2 separate regions of the Sus scrofa genome follow, and region 1 is linked to region 2. The links are chromatin contacts, called in public Hi-C maps. All regions are on one chromosome and are shown on one strand. The core of a region is the stretch at or near the end of the contact, and the rest is flanking DNA. Distances in the headings are between cores, read along the strand shown. Region 1 overlaps MBP (myelin basic protein). Region 2 has its middle 80 kb from the start of MBP.

Region 1 (4,131 bases), core at 613-3,112, 92 kb after region 2:
CAGAGCACGTGGTGCCTGCGAATGGAAGGGGCTGGAAAGGCATCCAGAGCCAGGGAGCAAATGCTTTGCCCAGGTACCCAAGACCCCGCACCTGCACGCCGGGGCCTGGAGATTCAGGGAGAATGGCAGGGGAAAAGCCCCTGATGCCGTTCCCATCAGTTCCCGTACCGGATTCCTTTAAAGCCCCTCTGCCGGCACCTTGCAGCCCCTGCCCAGGAGTGGTCCTGGCAGCCTGGAGAGGACCCTGTCCAGCCACCTGGCTGCACGGTGCACCCAGAGGCTTGCCCGGAGCTGTCCTCCCTGCTCTGAACCCGCCACCAACCAGCATTCCCAGGGCACTGGAAGGTTACCAAGTCAGAGCCTCAGCTCCTAGAAAAGCACCGAGTAAGAATGGAAACAAATGTGGATCTGATTCTGCCGCTCAGCGCCCTGTATCTGCTCTGAGCCTCCTTCCTTCCTGCAAAGCCACAGCAACAGCTAAAGGAACCCTTTGTCTGGCTGAGGCCCCAGGGCCCATGGTGCTGAAGAGAACCAGGAGGCAGAGCCCCAGCCCTGGCCAGCAGGGCGCCTCAAGCCCACCTCCCACAGAGCCCAGGAGCCGCAGAGCACAGGCCCTGGGAGGCCACATCCTGCCCGTAGCTGCGGCCTTGGGACTGAGGGTTTCTGCTCTCTGGCCTGTTTCTTGGCCAGAAAGTACAAGTGTCAGAGTCTGACTGCATGTGTCTCCACTGGCCTTTTCTTCAAATCTCAGGAACTTTCGTAACCGTGCAGATGGCCGACGTGCTGGGGTGACCCTCATGCCTCAGGCTGTAGGATCTTGTTCTGCTCATGAGAAGCACAGCCCCAGCCCCCAGGAATCCCTCACACAAGGGTCGGGGGGCAGCTTCCAGAGGCTTTCTTCCTGCTTCATCGTCAGGTTTTCTGCATCCATGTCCTTCTGATTTCCAAGTATATGGCTGTGGCCAGAACTGGGTGATCCTGATGGGCCCTGGAGGTCTAGCTGTGGGGACACAGAACAGATCAAGTTCTGGCCTCCCCTGGGGCCAGGCCGGTGTTCTATTCTGCCGGCAGAAGGGCTGCTTCCCATGGCAGCAGCACGAGGCCCTCAGCCTTCACTTGCTGGAAAGCCTGTGGCTGCTTGGCTTTTCCTTCCAAAACAGATATTCCTGACTGTGCATCCCTTAACTATGCACCGTCATCCTGCACAAGGAGACATGGAACTCCAAGACAGCAAAGTCGTCCTGGGTGTTGTTTGCTTTGCACCTCTGTTGAGGTCTTAGCTTGATTTTCTTGCTGGGAAGTCTTTCACATACTTTGGACACATTGAGGTCTTTAAAAATGGGTGCCTGGGAGCCAGGAAAGAAGTGGAGAGGTTAAGGCCAACATCCAACCCTGCCTCCCGCCATTGCAGAAGGTGATAGACAGAAACTTCCAGACCCACATTCAAGAGCCTCGCTCTCGGCACCAGCCCTGAGCTTGGGAAACAGAGGTAAGCCCTTTCTGCAGTAAAGATGTGCCTGTGTGTCTTTGTGAGCTCTCCCAGGCTTCCCAGGCCAAGGAAGGAGGGGTTGCCTCAGACAAGTGAGGGCTGCCTGGCCATGGAAATTGTGGATGGATCTTCACAGAGGCCACTGGGCAGGTTGGCCTGGGCGGGTGCATCAGCCGGAGGGCGGGCTGCCAAGAGGAAAAGGCATCCTCACCACCCTGACAGAAGCTTCCAGCTCCGGCCTCACTACCAGGCCTCAGAGGCCCCCCCATCGGGAGTTCAAGCCCCTTCGAAAAACACACAGCCTTCCTTCAGTGTTCACTGAAGGAGCAGACCCAAGGGCTGTGACATGTGACACTGACTTCCTGTCTTCCTGTGCCCGGGGTGATCTCATGCCTGCATCCCAGGAGATTGCAGTTGGTCCTTGCCAGGAGGCCTCTGACACCAAGCCGAGGGCATCAAACCCATTTGTCTGAGAAGGCCGGGATCCTGGGTCTCCTCGTTTCAGATGAAACATGGCAAAGGAAAGCAGAAGCCAACCTGCCCCTGGCCGCCCACAGCCTTCAGCTGGACAATTTGCTCAGGGAGGAAACTCTCCAACTTGAAAACCTGTCCAGGCTGAAACGAGCACCAGAAACAGCCCTGACACACAGGCTGCCCCGCCAGCCACCACTATGCCCACCAGCCTTCTCCATTTCCGGTAGCTGAGAAGAAATGCATTGCGAGAACAGTCACCAGGTCACCTAAAATCTCCACCCAAGTCAAAGGTCTGCCTGCGAATCGCTCCCGTGATTGAGAAAATCCTGCTGCTGACATTGCACAGCTTTCTCTAAAGAAGGGAAAGGCCTCGGGCTTTAATTAAAATCATTCGAGTCAATGATTCAGAAGCAAACATAGTCTTCGACTTGCCAAGGGCAAAAACACAGAGCAGATTGCATATACCATTCAGACACAAGGCAGTTCTCTCCAGATTGTGAAATCCAAATGCCGGGACCTTGCCAGAAAAACTCTAGCATTAACTCCCAAGGCACATTAGAAGCTGTTTGACCAGAAACAGAGCAACTACTTCCTCTGAAAAACAAATAAGCAAACCTAGGAGCGTGGCCAAAAGACCCAAGAGAATCTCCTCGTCCAGCGATTTCTGGGAATGGCCAGAGGTTGGGGGTCGCACGCCGTGTTATCAGCACCAGCTCTGCAAGGGAGAAGCAGCATAGCTCCGACAGTTTCCAGCCAGGCGTACCACTTCTGCTGCAAGCTGGTGACATCTGGGACACCTGTTGTAGTCCGTAACATTAATTTTATTGGCATCTAGTTCAGTACCTGGGCCAGAGTTGCCACCAAGGTGGGGAGGAAAGCTCCCAACCTTTCTTTCCAAAGCCTGGCTCTTCAGCACAAGCTCTGCTACTGCCTCTGTCAGGAAGCCCATCAGGAGGCCAAATCACTTCCACAAGATTTCTAAGGATGGAAAGGATCTTTATAAGCCATGAAAGAAGCGTGAAGCAAGGGGAAAAGGGCAGAAAACGTCTATCCGTTTCCTAGTGAACTGCGTTTCATCATTCTTAAATACCAAGAAAACAATATAGAAGCCCATTTAGTTTTATAACCACTTTCACAAGAAAAAAACCATTTTCCTGATCCAGGTCTTACTCTGTTGAGGGTACCTTATCACCGGCAATTCAGTAAAAGGGAGACCGTTTTACAGTCTTTAACCAAATAGGTTAAAGGGATGAACCGCTTAGCTGCCTGGATCCAACTTTCCTGAGAATCCCACAAAATCAAAGATTTCTCAGGGGGCGGGGCAGGGCACGTGGGGGAGGAAAAATGCAAATTGCTTTACTCCACCTCTCTCTAGACCGCTGGGAAAACCATCTAATGAAGGCGCTTTGTGGATGTGTGCACAGTTCTGTGGTGTCAAACCTGCAAACTGGAGAATTAAGTATTGGAGATGCATGTGCTTGTGGGAAGGCTGGTGGGCTGGTGGTTGGGGGCTTTTAATCACATGAACAAAAGGGAACATTTTAGCGGGTACAATGTGCCTGGGTTGAGGAAAACCTCTTCCACTAAAAGGGGGAGCAGACTGGCTTCCCCCATTCCTCTGTCTTAATTACATGGAACCACATCCTTCAAAGGAACAGAGAAACTGAAAAATCTCCTCTCTAACTAGCCTTGCTTTTGTCCTTTCCAACTATTGTTGTTTTCAAGAGAAATCGAAGCTCATTTTCTAGTGAAGAGCAGCTCTGCAGCTTTCCCTGTTCTCCAGGTATTGACATCTCTACCTGACGCCACCTACAGACGTTTTAATACTATCTTCTTTCATCTGAGCACATTGTGACTTCTAGGACATCACACCTTCACAACTCAACGGGAAGTAAGTCTGCAATCTCCAAAAGAGAGAAACAGCTTCTTAAGTCCATGCCTCTCCTTCCCTTCTATCACGTGGGTGGCCCATGGTCTCTCCAGCGGCTGCGAGTTTCAGGTTCAGAGCCTCCCTACTCATCCATGTCAAATCCACCAGTGGACACACTGAGCAACATTTCTGGTCTAGGATCAGGGTGAGAATAACAATGTGTCCGCCCTGTGTTTTCAAAGCAAGTTGAATCACTTTCTTTGCTCCTTTGTCCATTGGATCCTGCTGGGCCCAGGGA
Region 2 (4,138 bases), core at 1,070-3,569:
CTCTGTAGTTGCTTGGAGCCTGGACTCTCCAGCCTTCCCTAACATCTGCAAGGTAGGAGCCCCAGTTACCCCTGGACAAAGCAAAGTGGCATTTGTGGGGAGGAGAAGCAGTTTGTGATGCTAAAACCAGAATCTACATGGGACCAGTTGTTGGCCTGAGCTTTAAGAAATATGGGGGAGGGGGGCAGGTAAGAGTGACTTGGGTCAGGAGCCTTGGAACTTCCCTGTCAGAGTCACTACCCTACTCATCCTGGGGTTCTTCTGAGTCCCTCACTTCCACCTGTCCAGCCTTGGCTGCAAGTGAGCTGAAGGCTCCCAGCAAAAAAGTGGAAACACAAACTTCATCTTCAGCAGCCATCCTCCCTCCTGACCCCCCACCTCCAACTCCAGAACCCCCCAGGCCAATCTTCTTAGAGGAAAGGATCAAATAGTGATGTGACAGTGAAGTGAGGTGGACACACTTCTCTTGAATCTCCAGCACCTGAACTTGAACGATAAACCCCCTGGGGTCTGTGAGGGTGTCAGCCCTGAAACCACACTGGGAGGTGGCTCTACTGGCCCCTAAAGCCGGCCCAGGGGACAAGGCTGGGTCTCAAGGGCACCAGACTCCCCCTCCCCCAATGAACAGTGTGGATTCCCAGGGGCTCCTTGGAAAGCTCAGATTCAATCCCCTGACCCCGAATCTAAATTGGTGGTCGCGTCTCTCCCTCCACCTCCTACTTTTCCACCATCAGGATGAGGCCGAAAGTCCAGGGGGAAACGACTCTGTGTAGGTGACTAATGTCCAACACCAGGATCCCTTGGACCAAGAGGATGACACCGACCCCAAGCCGAGGGAGAGATCATTCAGGCCGCAGGACCCAGGTTCGCCCGCTCCTTCTGTGCGTTTTCTGGTCTACTTTGAGCCCTCCTCGCCAGCCTCCTTCGGGAAGCATGCGCTCTCCAGAGGAACCCTACCTGTGAGCGGTGCTGCACCAACGCCACCCTGGTGTTCCCAAGGGGCCAGGTTTTGCGGAGTGCCCTGCACCCCGAGGCGGGGAAGTAGATTCTGGCCAGCGGCCACGGCGGCCGTGGTATGGGGCGTGGAGCCTAAACTACCGCAGTCCCTCCCAGCACGGTCGGGCGGGGTGGTTCGTAGGCTCCGCCACGCGCGGAGGCGCAAAGAGCCCGAGTTCAGTCCCGGGCAAACTCCGAGCCCGCCTCCCGCGTGTGCCCGGAGCCCTCGTGGCGGAGGCGTCGGGACGTGGACCTGGCCAGCGGGCGGCAGGTGGGCGGCTGGGCCCGGGGCGGCGTGTTTACCTGGCTCGCAGGCAGCCCGGGAGGCGGGGGAGGGAGGCGGGGCGCTCGGCCCCCGAGCAGCCGCCGTCAGTCGCCTCTGCAGCGCGCCAGCGAGGACGAGCCTTTGGCCCCGGCGGCCCGCGTCCCTGACCCGGAAGGCGGAGCCCTGGGACCCCGCGCTCCTGGCGCCTGGGGCCGGGGCGGCGGGAAGGCGGCCTGGATCCCGCGGCGCCCTCGGCCTAGGAGCACCAAGCTTAGCGCGGTGGGTGACTCTTGGGTGGGCAAGCGCCTTTATCAGCGCCCTCGGAGCGGGGACCCGGGCCCGGAGTTCCCCTGGGCGGCGGCGCAGGTGGCGGCAGGTGGCAGCCCAGGGGCCGCCGGGGCGGGGGGTGGGTGCGGGTGTAGACGCGCTCCAGAGCAGCGGGGCTGTCCCGGATGAGTGTCCAGATGTGGGCTCCCGTGGCTGGGGTCTCAAGAGTGTGGGAGGGGGTGGGGGTGGAGTTTCGGAGGGAGGTGACGAAGGTCAAAGAGGCCGCCCTGGGCGTTGCGGGGATGGGTGCTGGTGGCGAGCTTTCGAGCAGGCGGGGGATCCCCACAGGCTTAAAGTGCTTCTTAAAGACACACCTGGAGCCGGGCAGACGACCTCACCCTCCCGCCGTTTCCAGACGAAAACCAGTTTCCCTTTGAGCGTGGAGGGCGGTGACAGGCAACTCGCCTTGCTTCCGCCTTCGGGAGGCCTGGCCTGGCTGAGCTGCCTGAGCCCACCTGCGCCGGCCGGTACCCCACCTGCGCGCACCTGCGCGCACCTGCGCGCGGCGCGGTCCCCCTGTCCCGCGTGAAGCCCCTCTGGGCCCGTCGCTGGGTGAGCTGGCTCTGAGGGTGCTGTGTGTGCTGCAAGGTTCTACTGACGCCTAGGTGATTCTAGGTCCTGCGGGATACCGGTGACACCAGCTGCTTTCTCTTAGGGGCTACTCTCTCTCTCCCGTTTGGAAGGCGGAGTGAGATTTGGGAAACCCTTTCAGTTTCTTTGGGACTCAGTGGGACTCCGGCAGGAAATAGGCGTGTTTCGGTTCCCCATCCTCTGTTTTCCAATTGCGGCAATGTGAGAATCAACAGCATGTGTGCAGTTTTTCTCTGCCTCCGTGGAGGGCACGTGCAGCAGCTGGGATGTGTTGGGAGGGGTATAAACATGGTGGCGGGGGGGCGCTGGCTGTTCTGACATGGACATGAACACCTGGCCTAGAAAGAGAGTTTTTCCTAGGAAGGGGATTTTAGGATGCATCCTATTTAAGACCTATGGCTTTTGGAGAAGATTTTTAGCCCACCGAGGTCAGGGGGATGTTTTACAGAGTGGCCTGCAAGTTAGGGACCTCCCTATATTGGGCTCAGGCCTGTACCTCTGCTCCCTGGTAGGCCACATGAGAGTGCTGAGGGCCTCCTGGGACATGGGGACCCAGGTGTGGAGCCAGCAGGAGTCAAAGCAGATCTTCAGGAAAGGATGGGCCAAATGACCTGCAAGGGGCAGAAGCCTTATGAACCCGCGGCGTTCCTCCCAGGCCACGGGTGCTCGTCGGTAGCTGAATTTTTTTTTAAGTGGGATAGATCAAAACCTGAAGGGAGGAAATCCAGTTAAAAATTGCCATAAAATGTCGGTTAACAGTAACTCCCTAGGATTTAACTGAGTACCTTTATTAACCAGGGTTGAACAAAAACTGTTTGGTTCAAATGCACCTTAAAAATCTTTCTAAAGTATCGTATTTCTGTCCAAAGAGAAGAGCATTTAGAAAAGTTATTTGATCTGTGATTGACATGGAATCACTTCAGCCTAGCTTTGGTGGGGGATGGCCTCGACCATGTGCCCTGATGAAAGGCACTTGCTGAAGGTGGAAAAGAGTAGAGACCAGTCTTTTTGGTGATTTTTTTCTATTTCCTTCTGAATTTCTAAATGCTAATTGGAGGTATGTTGAACTTTTAGTTTTCTAGGTTCTTTAAAAAATTGACAACCATTTCTGTACCCAGGTAGCATTTTTGACCACTTACAAATTGCCAGCTGTCTTCTGAAAATGCTATTTCACCTGATGAATCGTCCTGATGCCAGGGGATACCCTCCTTTGATATAACTACCCTATTATTATCTTCATTTGGGGGGGCAATGCCCATGGCATGTGGAAGTTCTTGGGCCAGGGATTGAACCCATGCCGCATCAGTGACAATGCCAAGTCCTAAGCAGCTAAGTCACCAGGGAACTCCTACTCTCATTTTCACTGACTAGGAAACCAAGGCACAGAGACTCACAGGTGCCTACAGGATTAAGTTCCAGGATCCTGCCACCAGCCCCTCTTTGCTGCCCTGCAGACTGACAGGACACCTTGCAAACCTCACAGAGCTGCCTTTGGTTTCTGTCTCTTTAAAATTCCACTGCTCCTGAGTGGCCACACCCAACAAAATATGCTTCCTCTACAGGATGATTGGACTGTCACATCTCTTTTAGTCACCCTGTCCTAACTTCCTCAGTGAAGTTGTCAGTAAGGAGAGTCAGTTTCCTAATTCCTTGGTACGATTTTTAGTAAGTAGTCATTAAGCACTACATAAAGGAGGACACTTCTATTGGTCCCTTGGAGCCACGGAAGGAAGCTTAAATCAGCCTGAGTTGGGGGCCCTAGGAGCTGGATTTAATGCACAGTAATTGTCAGCAGAGACCCTGATGGTCCTGCTGAGCAGAGAGGCTGGATGAGCAGGTTTCCAGTCTCTACCTTAACATGCAGCCACCAGGCTTTAGCCAGAGAGACAGAGCCAGTGGGAGATACACATGAGAGATGGATCGTGAGGAATTAGGGCTGGAGAGGCTGCCCAGGTAGGA

What was found. A called contact is a pair of places that touch in the nucleus more often than the background predicts.
Region 1: a contact with region 2 is called in a Hi-C map of liver, with 4 times the contacts expected there. The contact joins two enhancer-like sites. A contact is called at or near these places in 15 of 47 Hi-C or Micro-C datasets (adipose tissue, alveolar macrophages, embryonic fibroblasts and 9 more) and 2 of 2 datasets of contacts at active chromatin or transcription factors (alveolar macrophages and skeletal muscle).

What each region holds. Positions count from the first base shown.
Region 1 is chr1:147,659,754-147,663,884 of Sscrofa11.1, forward strand. The region is part of intron 2 of MBP (myelin basic protein); the gene reads left to right. Among named protein-coding and RNA genes, the nearest start is that of MBP, 12 kb to the left of the region's middle. Within about 2 kb of position 1,863, at least 23 of the 83 cell types and tissues checked have an H3K27ac peak or open chromatin away from gene starts, as enhancers often do. A contact at or near this core is called in adipose tissue, alveolar macrophages, liver and 3 more, where this site is marked.
Region 2 is chr1:147,567,247-147,571,384 of Sscrofa11.1, forward strand. No RefSeq gene overlaps it. Among named protein-coding and RNA genes, the nearest start is that of MBP, 80 kb to the right of the region's middle. Within about 2 kb of position 2,320, at least 52 of the 83 cell types and tissues checked have an H3K27ac peak or open chromatin away from gene starts, as enhancers often do. A contact at or near this core is called in adipose tissue, alveolar macrophages, liver and 3 more, where this site is marked.